Regions from separate parts of the Sus scrofa genome. Here region 2 is linked to region 1. The links are chromatin contacts, called in public Hi-C maps. All regions are on one chromosome and are shown on one strand. The core of a region is the stretch at or near the end of the contact, and the rest is flanking DNA. Distances in the headings are between cores, read along the strand shown.

Region 1 (3,509 bases), core at 582-3,081:
CATAAGTGACTAGATATAGTTCTCAGTGCTATAAAAACAGTTTGAGTGTTTAATAATTTAATTAGAGCAATACCTAAGTCTCAATCACTTAAGAAAAAACACTTTATCCAATCAAGGCCCACCATCATTTTAAACACCACCAACAACGAACGAGAAGATACAGTAGCAAATAATCACCGCCTGATGCCGTCTGACTCCCGCTGTTATAAAACGCCTCGGATTTCAGGGATATGAGGTAAGCAAAGACCCAATTCTTGGCATCAGGAAGTGGCCTGCTTTCGCAGCTGTCCTCTGGCAGCTGGCCACCGGGTGGCGCAAAACGCCAGCGCACTCGGCTGTTTTTCTTACCCGTTATCTCCGGTCTTGCACCAGAGCCTGGGCTTCCAGCGAATTCACCCCGGCCCGCAAACAGTCCTGTCCAGTCTCTAAGGCCTCATCTAGAAAAGAGGGGCAATGGAATGCACCGCAGCACTGGTTTCAACGTAGAGCAGAGAGATGCAGACACCAAAAGTGATAAGTTGAGTGAGCGAAGGGTCTTTTCGTTTGTCCCCAACTCCTTCCGGCGTGGGTTTTGCAGCCTTTCTTCTGACTTCTGTTAATACGCAGCTTGGAGGGAGCTCAGCCGACCCTACCAGGGCAGCTCCTTGACCAGGAGGCTGCAGGCCAAGTCACTAGTGGTCAATGCAAGTGTAGGGGAGGGAGGTGGTCAGGATCTTTCCTGCCGGCCTGTAGATGGCGCTCCGGGAAAGATATTCCGAGCCGCGTTCCCCAAGCTCTAGGGGCCTGGAGCCAAGGGGTCCGGGCTGAGCGCAGCCGGCTGTGTAAATGGTGCAGCAGCCAGGTGTTCCTTCCAACTGCCACCGCTGTTCCGCACGTGTGCAAGGACCCGGTGGGGCGGAATTACATGCAAACGTGCCGCTGGTGCAGCAGGGCCTGTGCGGGGGTGGGGGTGGGGAGCCGCGCACCGAGGAGGGCAGGAGCGGCACGCGGCCCCGACCCCCACGCGCCAGGCAGCCCGGCGACCCCCACGAGCGGCAGGGCCCTACCCACCCCACCCAGCGGCAGGTGGACAGTGTCGCTATGAAGAGAAAGCTTCGATTGTCCCTCCCACAAACCGCCACACGCCAGACCTCCGCTATTGTGCGTCCTCCATAGAAATGCAAACGAGCCGCGTGCGCCGGCCGCAATCTGCTCGGGAGCCCCGGCGCCCCGCAGCGCTCTGCAGAGGGCGGGGAGCTCGGGTGGGACTTTCCAGCGCGACGGGGTCGGAGCCTTGATTCTGCAGGGAGAACCTCGCATTCCGGGCCCTAGTGTCAGGTGGAGGGAGCTGCGCCCGGGCCTTTTGCAAGCTTAAAGCCAGGACTGTGTGTTTTTAAGTTCCGCTTTAAAAGCTACTGTCTCATAAACTCCAAATTAAGAGTAAAGAAAAAATAGAAAGGTAACAACAAAAATAAATGCAAAAATAAATTCATTAGATTCTCCAACGGTGCATTTCACAAATTGCAGCGTACTATTAGCTAGCAAGGGTTTGGCTTTTTTTTTTTTTTTAAACTTTTCCCTTTTAAAGACTTAAAAACAAAAAGGCTAGATGAAATCTGCAGGCTCCAGGCTGCCTGGTAACACCCCGACAAAAGCAGCAGATTTGAGGCATTGTCATCCCCCGCACCCCTCCCCACGTGGCCTTCTGGCACGAGCCGCCGGCCGCCGCCTCATTTGCATCAGAAAGCGGGCGCCGGCCAATGGGCGCGCAGGCTTGCGCCAGCTGGCGGCGCCGAAGACCCAGCCTATATAAAGGCGCGCGGCGGGACCCGGGCTCACTCGCTGGCGGTGGGCACGCCGAGCAGAGCTGCGGGCTGATCTCTCTTCGCTCGCGTCCGCTCCGCCCTCTGCTTTTGTGGATAACTTGCTGCTTGCGGATCGCAACATGACTCTGGAAGAAGTTCGCGGCCAGGATACGGTTCCAGAAAGCACGGCCAGGTAAGTCCGCGCTGAGCGCCGAACGTCTCAGGGCTCCGGGATCCTGGTCCTGCCCTGGCCGCGGCTGGTTGGGCGCAGTCTTCGAAACCTTCCGGGGTGGGGGTCCGCTGGGTAGAAGTCAGGCCCAAGTGTTTCCGCTGGGCTGGGGGTGCGGCACTGGGCTGGAGCGCCGGAGTCGGGCGCCGGGGGTGCCTCCCAGGGCTCGGGGGTCCTGGCTCACCCTCCGGCCTGTCCACGCTCATGGCGGTGGCTCCTCCACAGGATGCAGGGCGCCGGGAAAGCACTGCACGAGCTGTTGCTGTCGGCGCAGCGACAGGGCTGCCTCACCGCCGGCGTCTACGAGTCCGCCAAAGTCCTGAATGTGTGAGTATAGACGCGGTCCGGGCGAGGCGGCCGGGGGCGGGCAGAGCGGCAAGGGAGACCGGGGAGAAGGCGGCACGGGGCACCCGGGGCACACCGATCTGACCTCTTCACCTCCTTCTCGCTCGCGCAGGGACCCCGACAACGTGACCTTTTGCGTGCTGGCTGCTGACGAGGAAGACGAGGGCGACATTGCGCTGCAAATTCACTTCACTTTGATCCAGGCGTTCTGCTGTGAGAACGACATCGACATCGTGCGTGTGGGCGATGTACAGCGGCTGGCGGCGATCGTGGGCACCGGTGACGAGGCGGGCACGCCGGGAGACCTGCATTGCATCCTCATTTCGGTGAGTGTCGCCTCCATCCCGATGTCATCCCTGCCCTTGCCAGCGGCCAGCCCGGTTGACCTCTGGACTCTCTTCGCAGAACCCCAATGAGGACGCGTGGAAGGACCCCGCCTTGGAGAAGCTCAGCCTGTTCTGCGAGGAGAGTCGCAGCGTCAACGACTGGGTGCCCAATATCACCCTCCCCGAGTGACAGCCCGGCGGGGGTCTTGGTCTGATCGACGTGGTAACGCCCCGGGGCGCCTAGCGCGGGGCTGGCTCTGTGGATGCGCCCTAGGAGGGCGCCCGAGTGCGGCGTGGAGACTGGCAGGCGCCGGCGCGTGGAGAGCGGCGAGGAGGTGCGGCTCCCTCCCGAGGAGGGGCCCGGCGGCGACAGGGGCAGGCTGGCCCCAGCCCAGGACTCTACAAGTGTGGGGAGCGGTTGCTCGCCCAGGAAGGCCGGAGGCGGGACGTTGGCCGCGCGGCCGGGAAGGACAGACTGGCCGGGCAGGCGTGACTCAGCAGCCTGTGCTCCCGGCAGAAAGGAGGGGAAAGGCAAGGCCAGGAGGCCTGGACTTGTACAGTAACAGAAGCTCTGACGGACTTAGCAGTAGGCACTGCTGTTTCAAAACGGATCCGGGCGATGCTTCGTTTTCTAAAGGATTATGCTGCTGCAGCGTTGAGTCTTACAATAAACTTACTGAAAAAAACTTAACTCTCTTTATTGAGGGCAGGGGATCTTTGTCTGAGGGGAAGGTGGTTAGCGGGATTGCTGACGATTTCTGAAATTCCCGGAACTCGCTGGCACCTGTTCCATCTTCCTGTTAGGGCTGAATTACAGGCTCCCGG
Region 2 (3,509 bases), core at 293-2,792, 48 kb after region 1:
GGATACAGAAGTGGTTCTGACCTCGGAGATCCTTGGAACTCATTCTGCCTCCTCTTTCTCCCCCCCGCCAGACACTCCTTGTGCATTCCATTCTTCTCGACTATCTTTTTATCCTTTCTCTTATTTTTTTAAAATAATAAACATAATATAATGCAGAAAACATTAATCAAAGTGAACACCCCCGTTCATCCACGTACCATTTGCATCATCCTCCCTCAGGTGTTACTATTTACAGTCTGTTCCATATTTTGCTTAGGAAGATTCTTTCTGTGCCAAGCTTACAAATATCTCCTCCCATATTTTCTATTAAATGCAGATTTTAAAAGGCAATTTTATATGCTTAACCCAACTGGCATTTATTTTTCTGTGTTCTGTGAGGAACTTGGGTTTCAGCTGATGGTATGTGTGTTCAGCTTAACCCACTGATGGTGAGGGCACATGGCTTCCCACCCAAGATGCTTTTCAGTCTCATCTTGCTTCTGCCACTGGACGTCTGGCTGTGTCCCCAATCCTTCCTCACGACCTCCTGGCTCCAGCAATGGGATAGGTTCCCTCTTTCTTCCCTGGCTGTTCCTTCCCAGAGTCCTCTCCTGGCTCTTTGGCCCAGCCCAGCACACCCCCTCTCCACCTGGTTCAGAACACCCTCCCCCTGGATCACTGGGGTCCCCCTCCCTCCTTCCTCCTCTGGCCTGCTGCCTCCCTTCCCTTCCCAACACCTGTCTCTTCTGTAGCCCCGAGAGACCCCAGGGTCACTTCTGCTGCTTCTTCATGCTGTCACTGCAAGTCCTGTGGATCCTGATCTTGCTAGTTTTTGTCCCTCCCCCTCCTCCCAGGCTCCCAGAGGTCCCTGCCCTTTCTCAGTCTGCGCTCTCACACCTCTGGGCACTTGCAGGGCCATTCCTTCTGCCTTGAACCTCCTTCCTCTGTCTGTCTGACAAAGCCCAGGCTTTCCAGAACCCCAGGCCTACCCTTCTCCCTTGCTCCATTCCCTGAGCCCCCTGAGCACCGAGTCCTCCTCTATGTCCCAGTCAGAGCCTGTGCACCCCACCAGGTCCTCTTCCTCTATGATACCTGTCTTCTGTCTCTTGTTTATGAGGTTGGAACCCCCATGGGCAGGGCTATGGTGTGAGCACAGCTGTGGCTCAAACCAGCCCTGGGGGGTGAGGAGGACAGGTACTTTGCCGGGAACTGGACAGGTAAGAATCTGGCAGCAGGAGAGGCAAGTGGCGTGAGGCAGTGCTGTCAGCCAGGGACTCTAGCCAGTGGCCAGCCTGCCTACTCAGAGTCAGGCTGTGGCTGGAGGGAGGTCAGGCTGACCCGGCACAGCCCTTATCAGTTCAGCTGAAGGGATTCAACCAGGAAGCTCTGTGGCTGGCTGCCCTGCCTGGCCTGCGTGTGGCTTATTTTTAAAAGAATACATTTTGTTCTTCCAAATCCTGAAAAATGCCTGGAAAACATGTCATCTCCCGGAGTGGCTATGCCATGATCAGGCTGCCCAGAACCCTTTTGAGGGAAGCATCAGTGGCTCCACGTCTCAGGGCTCCTGTCTCTGGGTTGGGTCTGACACACATGTACCACTTGGATGCTCTCCCTAGGCCCTGGATGGACATGATGCAGCAGCTCTGGCTGCTTTAGCATCCGGTTTTGATTTCCCCATCCTCTGGGGCGGCGGGGCGGGGGGTGGGGGGTGGGAGTGAATGGAGGGCTGGCTGCTTGGCTGAAGCACATGCCCTGGGCTGGTCAGAGGCGCAGGTCTGGTGCAGGCAGGGTCACCGTGGTCCTCTGTCCACTCAGCACAGTCTAACTGCAAGGACCAGCTGTGTTTTAGGCTTAGACACTGGCCAGCACCTTGGTACAGGCACTGCTTCCCTCAGTGGGAAGTTTTCTGTAACATCTCTGTCTGTCAGTCCATCTGTAAGCCTTGCTTCACCCCAGACTTTCTGAAAACCTGGATGGCAAAGTGCCAACACACAGCTGTCACCACTTCCTCCCGCCTCCTCAGCAGATGCCACTAAGCAATCACGGTGGTGTCTGCATGCAACCTCAGAATCCTTCTCGCAGTTCCCTTTGTGGCTCGGCGGTTAATGAACCTGACTAAGATCCATGAGGATGCGGGTTCGATCCCTGGCCTCGCTCAGTGGGGTAAGGATCTGGTGTGGCTATGATGTAGTCTGACAGCTGCAGCTCCGATTCGACCCTTAGCCTGGGAACCTCCATATGCCGTGGGTGTGGCCCCAAAAAGAAAAAAAAAAAAAAAAAAAGAGAGACTCCTTTTCAGCAGTTGCTGGGGGCTGCCTTTCCAGGTCGTCATTCTAAACCATCTGCAAGGATGGTTAGGAGATGTTCTGGGAGCCGAGTATTCATGGTTCTACTGTAAACCCTGGCCTGAGTCCACCACGACAGTCACAGCACTGGGCTGGGCACTGTAAGGGCCCCTGGTTCCCTCTCTGGTTTCACAGGTGAGGAGGTGGAGCCCAGAGGAGTTGAGTGCAGGATGGCTGTGCTGCATTCAAGCAAGCCCTGCAGGAGAGGTGGGGACACATACCCAGCTTGGGAAGCCTGCTTTTGGGGGTTCTCTCCTGGGGATTGAGGATGAGATGGGCGTTAAGGGCTCTGGCCAGCGTGGCTGCAAGGAGCTCATTGGTCCCTCTGCAGGCAAAGCCCATGCTTGGAGCACAGCACAGCATCCCTGGATGCTGCACTGCTGCTGTTTCCATGCTGGTCCTTTAGCCTGTTTTCCAGATGAAGACGCTGAGGCTCAGAGAGGCCAAGTGGCTTGTCTGGATCTCCAGTTGGTAAATCAGTGCTGAGTCAGGGCTGGCTTGTCTGTTCCTTAGAACCTCTCTAAGGGTGTTGACTGTCACCCTTTGCTTCCTTTGAATCTGCTTTATCACCTTTGGGGTGTTTCTGCTTGTTAGAAATAATCTCACCCTCTCAGGTCCAAGGCTGAGGCCGGTGAGATTTTGGTCACCCTGGCAGGATACAACAATAGAGACTGCGTCTTGCTGGAGTGGAACATGGTTCTCCATGGCAAACCGGAAGCAGCACCTAGGATCTATTAAAGCCACTATAGGTATTTGCTGCAATTCAACTAACATTAGTTCAATTTCTTTCTTTGCATACAACGTTTCTTTGCCCAGGCATATTGGCCTGACCGGAGTCTTGTGAGCATGTGGGTGAGACGTGCATCTGTACACCTGACTTGTCACTGCAGCAGGCGATTAATCTCCTTGTGCATTCTCAAGGCCACACATCCCTGGATGCTGCACAGTGAGCGCTGGCCCTATACGTGAACAGTCTTGCTGTCACCTCTTAGAGTACCCTTGGTGCTGCTGGTAGATGGGGAAGTTTGTGGAGGTGACTGATGGTGAGATAGAGCTTTCTGACCTGGAGATCCATTGCCACATACCTGTGACCCTGCATTTAGAGGTGTAGAATAACAATTTTTTTCTTGTGTGTCCTCATGTTGTGGGTCAGGAACAGGGACAGGGGGTGGCTTGTTCAGTCCC

The links. A called contact is a pair of places that touch in the nucleus more often than the background predicts.
Region 2: a Hi-C map of liver shows a contact between it and region 1, with 1.9 times the contacts expected there. The contact joins the enhancer-like site here to the promoter of GADD45G in region 1. A contact is called at or near these places in 1 of 5 promoter capture datasets (liver), 4 of 47 Hi-C or Micro-C datasets (heart right ventricle, liver and skeletal muscle) and 1 of 2 datasets of contacts at active chromatin or transcription factors (skeletal muscle).

Annotation. Positions count from the first base shown.
Region 1 is chr14:1,164,169-1,167,677 of Sscrofa11.1, forward strand. GADD45G (growth arrest and DNA damage inducible gamma) reads left to right here and starts at 1,832. Exons shown (of 4, transcript NM_001185129.1): 1 at 1,832-1,977; 2 at 2,239-2,340; 3 at 2,471-2,684; 4 at 2,764-3,370. The coding sequence starts at 1,925. The coding sequence ends at 2,874.
Region 2 is chr14:1,212,824-1,216,332 of Sscrofa11.1, forward strand. No RefSeq gene overlaps it. Among named protein-coding and RNA genes, the nearest start is that of GADD45G, 49 kb to the left of the region's middle. Within about 2 kb of position 1,543, at least 14 of the 83 cell types and tissues checked have an H3K27ac peak or open chromatin away from gene starts, as enhancers often do. A contact at or near this core is called in liver, where this site is marked.